2 separate regions of the Mus musculus genome follow, and region 2 is linked to region 1. Evidence: chromatin contacts called from public Hi-C data. All regions are on one chromosome and are shown on one strand. Each heading gives the region's core, a stretch centred on a gene start, on an enhancer-like site or on the middle of the called end of the contact. The rest is flanking DNA. Distances are from core to core; before and after follow the strand shown. Region 1 has its middle 42 kb from the start of 1700019E08Rik. Region 2 has its middle 77 kb from the start of Gm13470.

Region 1 (4,185 bases), core at 282-2,781:
CCCTAACCCACAAGCTCTTGCTGAGACCATGGCAGAAGTAAGTAGCAGGTCTGACTACTAGGGAGTTACAGCCAATGACAGAACTACTGTTATGTCAGGCAATTCTAGATGACTGTATTTGGCTGAATGATGAAGTAGCAACTGCTGGAAATAATAATAGGCCTTAAAATAGCAAAAATTCCTGAATGACTATATCAGGGAGTGACCAATTTCTATCATGTGTTGATGTCAATTTAGTACAAGGATATTCCCCAGAGAAAAAAGAAATGAGATTCCAGGCTTGCCGTTCTGTTTTTTTTTTTTTTTTTTTTTCTTTTATTTTTCCTTCAAGTGATTTAAACTACATAAAATCCCCTTCCAGGATCAGCTATGGAGCATACTGGGAATGTCAAAAGGCCAAATGACAGGAAATGCCTTGTGTATGTATAATAAGGAATCAGGTTACTTTCCACACTTAATGTTTGTATGTGTGTCTGTCTATCTATCTGTGTGTGTCACTGTGTCTCTATAAGCCTGTATACACACACACACACACACACACACACACACACACACATATTATGAGTGCATGAAATGGAAAACAATGATTCATTTAGTACCTTGAAAATAAATGGAAAATTCCTTTACCTGAAATTTAAACTCTTGAGGGTAGAAGGATTAAAGAATGGAGAGTTCAAGGCCATTTTGTTACTTAGAGGCAGCCAAAGACACTTGACTCCTTGTCACATATTAAAAAGCAAATTGAAACATTATCTAAGATCATGAATCCTGAACTTCTACCAGCCACCATTTCTCAGTTCCTTTGTCTGTTTCCTTGAAAAGAAGTGTGCAGGTATAATAGAGATGGATATGGAAGTGTAATAGATATGAATCAGCTAACATATGTTCTTCACTCCTGTGACTCAATAGACAAAAATCCATAAAGCCAGGCTCGATCAGCAGGAAAAAAAAAGACAGTTATCTTTCAAAAATAGGCAGACAACAATCCTGTTACCACCTGATGGACATAAGCTAAAACAGGCTCAAAGGTTTGGATTTCCATGTGTTCTTGAAAATATTGAATCATTTGCAAATGTGTAAAATTAGAAAAGTCTTATTTTAAAGGCCTGGTTGATTTTTTTCTATGAAAAGAAAAATTCACACCACTGTATGCCTACTTGGGAACATTTGTCTGACACTGTACAGTGGACAGAGCAAGCCATCTTGTCTTTACCTCCTCGGTTGCCTTATACCAAGTGTCCCTTAGTGTTCCCACTGCATCCTCAGTGGAGTTGAGAAGCTGGAGCTGAGAGCATCAATTGCAAAAGTTAAGAAATACATAAAAGGGAAAATTAGAGTTTCTTACCCAATGAAAAAATATTTGATGGTTTCAATAGCTGGAATAAGATATCATTGCCAAAAAAAAAAAAAAATCCTCAAAGGAAAAGGGTTTATTTCATCTTAAACTTCCCAAGGTAATAGTCCATCACAGAGTGAAAACAGGGCAGGAACTGAGCAGGGTAGGACACCAAGGGCAGCAGCTTAAGCAGAAGTGTGAAGTAGCACTGGTTACTGGATTTTCCATATGGCTTACTCAGGCTGCTTGCCTTCTTCCTCTTCCTATTAAAATCATTTTTTGAGATTATAATTATGTCACTTCTTCCTTTCCCTACCCACAAACCCTGCTGTACCTTCTTTCTTACTCTCTTTTAAATTATTAACTATTATTTCAAATAAATATGTATTCCTACATATATAAGTGCAACTTTCTCAGTCTATATAATATTATGTGTGTACACACACACACACACACACACACACACACACACTATATATATATATATTTTTTTTTTCCAGAGGTGACCATTTGGAATTAGATAACCATTTGGTGTTAGTTGCATGCTGATTTTTTAGTGTCGGTTGTCACCTAGTGAGCTTCTCCCATGCCAGCTGTCAGCTGTCCACATTAGCAAGTCTACTGCTGTCTTCCTGTTGAACAGGGAACCATGTTGGAGAGACATTATGAGTACTGATTCCGACATTCCCAGGTTCCCCATTCCTCGGGCATTTACAGTCTTTCTGCTCTGTCTTTGGCAGTGACCTGTGAGCCTTAGTTACCTCACCATGCTTTCTATCTACAGTTCAGGACTACCTTTCCCAGGTGTAGTACAGAACCCACACTGTGGCTGCCCTCTCTCCATCAATCATTAATCAAGAAAATGTGCTACAGGATTACCTACAAGCTATCTGATGGAGGCATTTTTCTAGTTGAGATGTCTATTCCCAGGCAGATCTCTAATTTGTGTTCAGTTGACAACAAGCTAGCCAGGATAATTGTCTTGCACCAATTGTCCCAAGACATATTTAACCTGATGGTAAGAGGGGAAGTGGTGATTTGATTTCAAAAGCAACGGAAGCAAAGGTAGGAGACAACCAACTCCAAAAGTTGTCCTCTAACTCCCACATAATTGCTGTAGTCATGGAAAACATATGGCTGAACACACACACACACACACACACACACACACACACACACCACCACCACCACCACCACCACCATCACCACCAACAACAATAAAAATAAATAAATAAGTAAATAAATAAGTAAATAATCTAAAGTAAAGAGTTACCCCTGAGGTATGGAAGAGAGAGTTTGTATAGGAACTGGTAACAGAATGAAGCAAATAATAAAAAAAAAGATGAAAGGGGGATGGAGAGAGGGAGAGAGAGACAACAGAAACAGAAAACCTAGGATATTAACTAATTGCCTTAAAATTGTCTTTGATCGTTACCATTGCTATTCTCTTTGGAAGTAAAGTTCACAACAGAACAGGAAAATATCTAAGACTTTGAAGCCTCAGAGTTCTCACAGATTGCTCAGTTTCTGAATAACCAATACAGCTGAAATTTCCTGACAACACACTAGCAAAAGTAACTACCAAAGTCTTTTACTTATTCTTAAAGCTTTGTGTCTACCTGCTTTAGGCAGAACTCAGGAATCCTGCAGAGGAAGGAGCGGAAGTATTGGCACCATCAGAGGAATCAAGGACACCATGAGAATGGCCCACAGAGTCAACTGATCAGGACTCAAGAGGGCTCACAGAGATTAGGGAGCCTGTATGGATCGAATATAGGTCCTTTGCATTTATGGTATGTTGGTATGTGTATGGTCTGCTGTTCTTGTGGGATTCCTTACAGCAGGAGCTGGGGCTTTCTCTGACCATTGCCTGCCTTTGAGAAACTTTTCTTCCTGTTGGGTTGCCTCATCCAGTTTCGATGTGAGAGTATGTGCCTGTCTTACTGCAGGTCATTGTGTCATACTTGCTTGTTGTTTCTGGAAGGCCTTCTCTTTTGAAGGAGGTGTGGGGGGGGGGTAGATCCAAGCCGAAAGGGAAGAGTTGGGGAAGAGTCTGAGGGGAGAGAAGGATAGAAAACTGCAATCAGGAACAACACATAAGAGGACAATAAATAAAAGGGAAACTCTTTTTAAAGGCACCCCATTCAGTGTTAACAAGTTTCAACAAGTACCCAGGCTCAGTAAGTGCTTTAATACCACCATTTATTCTTTCCTTCTTTATTATGATTCTCTAGAGAATAAACTTATTTAAAAGGCAGAAATCATAAGAGAGTAAAAAAATTCACTTTTAGATAAGAATGTCTAAAAATACTATTCCATGCCTCCAATTCACAACCTCCTATATACATGCACACACTGAACATAATCTACTAGTTTTCAATTATGCCCAAGTTCACACTGAAAACTCTGTCCTAGGAGTTCTCAATGCTTCCAGTTTTTTGAGGACACATTCTTCTTCATCTAGAAGCACTTACTTTGGACGGAGATGTGGAAATTCATGTTATTTAAACACAGAATATTAAGATGAGGCAGAGAGCAACAGGGTGGCATATAAAGGGGATTCCATCTGTCAGTGGAAAATTAAAATATAATTAAATAATAATATATTGGAACTCGACAATATGCTTCCTTTACACTTGTGTTAATAGTTTATCAGATGCCTGACATAGATTAGAGTCAAGGACATTCTGAAACTGTCTATAATTAAGACCCTTGAATTGCATCCAAAAGAGGGGCCACTGAATCCAATGCCTACCATTATATACATTATGTACATTCTTTTAATAAGAATCATTTGGCAAAGTGCACTTCTCTTGGAATTTTTTTTTAAAGTCACATTTTACTAATTT
Region 2 (4,223 bases), core at 620-3,119, 710 kb before region 1:
TAACAAAAACACCACATATTATAGACTTTTAAATCTGTTCAGAATTCAAATATCTTAACAATACGGGTCTAAAATAATATGTGTTTTGTTTTGTTTTGTTTTGTTTTGTTTTGTTTTGTTTTGTTTCCTTAATGCTTTGGAGTTTCTTCTGAGTTGCTGAAACAAATCTATCAAAAACTGGTTGAAAAATCAGGGTGTTTTCATTAAGTATAGCACCTGCAAGGGCCTCTAACACACAGCAGCTGTGAGTGTGTGGCAGAACTCTCAGAGGTAAAGAGGTTTTGCATTCTTATCTGTGAAAAGTAAATTCTGATGTAGGCTTATATTTCACAGAAATCATTGTTACAGGGTTTTAACAGCTTGTTTTTTATCATCCATGAATCACAAAAAGAACTATTGAGAATTTTTTTCAGTCATTTTGTTTTAAAACATTTTATTAAATGCATCTTTCACAAAAAATATAAAACATGAAACTTTTGTATGTTAATCTCAGAAAATGAAGTATAATGGATAATATATTAAGGCTTTCTTTTCTAATGCAAATTGTACAAATATATGTATATATAAAAACAGTATATTGGGAAAATAAATTAATTTGGATTTTTAAAATTATAATTAAAATAACTGTGAGATTAAAATGATTAGTTTATCTTAATCATGGGTGAATCTTTCACTCTTACATGTCTGTATTTAATATAATGGAATAGCTTTGAAAGATTTTTTTCAATCTTTATCCCTTTTACTTATGAAAATTTCCAGAATAGAAGGAATAAATGAAATTAATTAAAAATGAGGAGTGCTTTGAACAAATCACTTTATAAAATCTTTCTCCAAAGAATCCTGCCAATTGTTTTAAACTATCATCTCACTTTATGTTACTGTTCACTATGGCTTAATTTATTATTTTTGCCTTGAACTCTGGATGTCACATAGTATACCCAATGGTTATAATCTGCATGATATAACAAAAGTCATTGAAATATCCTAAAATATGTGGAGTGGGCCTAATTCTGTCTAGTTAAATTTTCCCACTTTTTCTTGTTTTAGCATGTTCTCAGATCATAGATATGAAATCTTAGACAGTCTATTCTGTAAGACCCTGGGTCCATTTGCATTGAGGATATCTCAGAGATTCCAACACAGATATAATATATGCTTCACCAACAAGATTATAGTATTGATACTTCAAGTATCTAACATCTGATAACTTGCTGTGCCAACTTATTATTTTAGCAGTGAAAGAAGCATATAAATGCCCTCAATTTTTCATCAGAGAATGGATTATAACTATCTACCTCAGTCTGTAAAGGGAACAAATCCAGCCTACTTTATGAACAAGAAAATATTTATTATTTTTTTAACACCAGTGATTCCAAAGGGGGTGGGTGGGAAATAAGAGTATCGTCCTAATCTGACTTCATGAAAAAAGGTAAGCTTAAAGTCAGGTGCTAGATTCTAATTCTAACAAGACTACCCAACTCGCAAACATAGCAAATGTTTTTTCTCCCTACTGTTTGTTCCTCCATTCCACCCCCAGCACACATCACTTTCCCCAAATTAACACCTCCTACCCCAAACCCCAAACATTCTGGCTCTTCTTGATAGCTTTTAAACTCTCTATCAAACACCTGCGTGTGCATTTTGTTCCAAGAGAAAACACAGTCTCTCTTCAGAAGCAAAGAAAGCATATGGCATTTAATTCTCTAAGCACACCCTCAAATATTTTAAGCAACTTCTTGATTTTCATAATTCCGGCTTCTGAAGTGCTTCCTTTTTTACTTCAATTTCAGAATTACTAGGTATCATATGATTGTTGTGAAGCTGTGCACTTTGCAAATCAACCTCAATTATTATTAGCCTTTGCTTTTTCAGCAGGAGAAATAAATTCCCCACAGTGGCCGTTCATTTGCCTCTCAGCATGATCTTGTCCCTAAAGAAACTCAAATCTGTATCTACTTCCTCTTTACTGGTTGGAAAACAATGTTTGATTTCAGTGTGTGTGTGTGTGTGTGTGTGTGTGTGTGTGTGTGTGTGTTAGGTTGGCATAGTCAACAGCAGGATTCTCAGCACCACCTTAAACACGTAAACTGCTTCAAATTCCCAGGAATAGTCTTGTTTCACAGGAAAGCAAAACACTGGGGAATAGTAGATAAGTACTTTGCAGAATTTAGGAAATGCAAATACCACAACTCAGTAACTAGCTGCACTCTGCCCTCATTCCTTGCCTCAAGTTAGAAATACTTGGGGGAATATTGCCAACCCATTAGCATTTCCAGAACTGAACATGCTTTCTTGGAAATACTTTCTTCCCAAGATAGTACTATTGGAATGATAACAAGAAATATTGAGCCCAGCATTCCTGGCTCAGTTCAGGTTTGTAGGGAATAGGCCAGTTCCACAGATCAGATACGTACTCACCTACAATAAACTCTGAAAGTTAAATAGACTACACTCTTTTTGCTTTATTTGATTTTTCCTTGTCAAGAAGTCTTTGAATAAAATGCCAGGACAATAGCTATTTATACCTTTAATGTGACAGTTCCAAAAAATTCTAAGTCACTTTATTTCCAGTACTGATGGTTTCATTGTAAGAATAAGACAGTTAAGACACTTAACAATAGAAAATCAAAGAACAATCAAAGGGTAACAAAACTGAATTTAATCAGTGGATGAGTATGTAAACAGAATTTTTAAAACTTAATTTCTGCTCTGAAGAAGAAAAATTAAAATATTTAAGATGATATTCTATGAAAATTATTTAATTCTCTATGACTTTTATTTTCCTTTTTCAATAACAACTTTTATTTCCCTCTATTCCTATAAATGATCTTGCATGGCTCATCCTACAGGAACATGCAAGAAATTTATGCTTTAAAGCCTTCAGAAGGATGTGAAACAACTAGGGGAAGAAGGGTCTCCTTTTAAGTTTTATAGAAAATACAATTTGACTGTTTTCAATATTTGCAGTGGTGATTTTACATAAATCGTGACCTTGGGAATTGTTCTGTGAGGAGTCTTCAACACTCTTTAGTATTTGAACTGCTCAGTTCTTCAACAAACTAGTCCAACTCTAGTGTTAGCAAAACTTTACAAAACATATTCATACCACTTCAACGCCCATCAGTGGTAGAAAGATAAAGGATGTCAAAGTAATAGACATGGCTAAATCCTAACCCCTTTGTTAATAGTATTCCTAAAATAAAGGCTCTTAGAATTGTTGTTTTGTCTATAGTTTACGAGTTTCATTGTATCACTCAACATGAATTTATTACTTAGCAATACTTTCCATTCTACAAAATCACATCTGAGTCATATGCAACATAGACTGCTACCCCATATCCTTAACTCAGAATTTTCTGTGCCATATTTAATTTTGACTTTTTTATCTGTCCTCATGGAGTTAGAACTGAGGAATGGTGACTATAACATTAATGCTCTTTTCAACTGTGGAAAGCTGCTACACTAATCTTTCAGAAGTTGCTTTTATTCCTTTTGAATCTGTAGTTGACAGTTATATAGAAGATTATATAAAGCTTTCTTAATATTTTGTCGTATCAACATGACATAATAATAATTGCCAGGTCACGTTGTCAAGGGATCATTATACCTTCTGTCAAATACCTAAAACTCCTTTGTCATTTGGATAATTCATTTATGTCTCAAAGTGTCTCATCTATATGGCATTTGAATTCAGAATTTAGAAAGAATTTGGCATTGCTGTGAAAAAACACCATGGGCTAATAATAAGCTGAGTAGGAAATGCTTTGTTTGTTTGTTTGTTTGTTTGTTTGTATTTCTACATCATGGTCCATAATTGTTGGAAGTCAGGGCAGGAATTCAAATAGAGCAGGAACCTAGGAACCTGGAGGCAGGAGCTGAATAGAGAAACCATGGTGAAGTGCTGATTATTGCCTTGCTCTCATGCTTGCTTAGCCTGCTGTTTTATATAAATCAGAACTGTAGCCCAGATGTGGTAAGACCACAGCCCAGGTGTGGTACTATCTATAATGAGCTTGTCCTTCAACCATCCATCACTAATTTTGCCCACAGTCTTGCCTATAGTCAGATCTTGTAACATTTCTTTTCTGAGTCTCCTCTCAGATGACTATACCTTATATAAAGTTGACATAAAACTAACAAACACACCATTTCTGTTATTTTAGTTCATTCCTCTGCCAAGTCTATCTACCATCATTGTTACAGTCCTCATATCTCCCACTGCT

What was found. Hi-C and Micro-C count contacts between places; a contact is called where the count stands out from the background.
Region 2: a Hi-C map of bone marrow-derived macrophages shows a contact between it and region 1, with 10 read pairs. The contact joins two enhancer-like sites.

The regions. Positions count from the first base shown.
Region 1 is chr2:45,652,252-45,656,436 of GRCm38.p6, reverse strand. No RefSeq gene overlaps it. Among named protein-coding and RNA genes, the nearest start is that of 1700019E08Rik, 42 kb to the left of the region's middle. Within about 2 kb of position 1,531, at least 6 of the 459 cell types and tissues checked have an H3K27ac peak or open chromatin away from gene starts, as enhancers often do. A contact at or near this core is called in bone marrow-derived macrophages, where this site is marked.
Region 2 is chr2:46,363,652-46,367,874 of GRCm38.p6, reverse strand. No RefSeq gene overlaps it. Among named protein-coding and RNA genes, the nearest start is that of Gm13470, 77 kb to the left of the region's middle. Within about 2 kb of position 1,869, at least 25 of the 459 cell types and tissues checked have an H3K27ac peak or open chromatin away from gene starts, as enhancers often do. A contact at or near this core is called in bone marrow-derived macrophages, where this site is marked.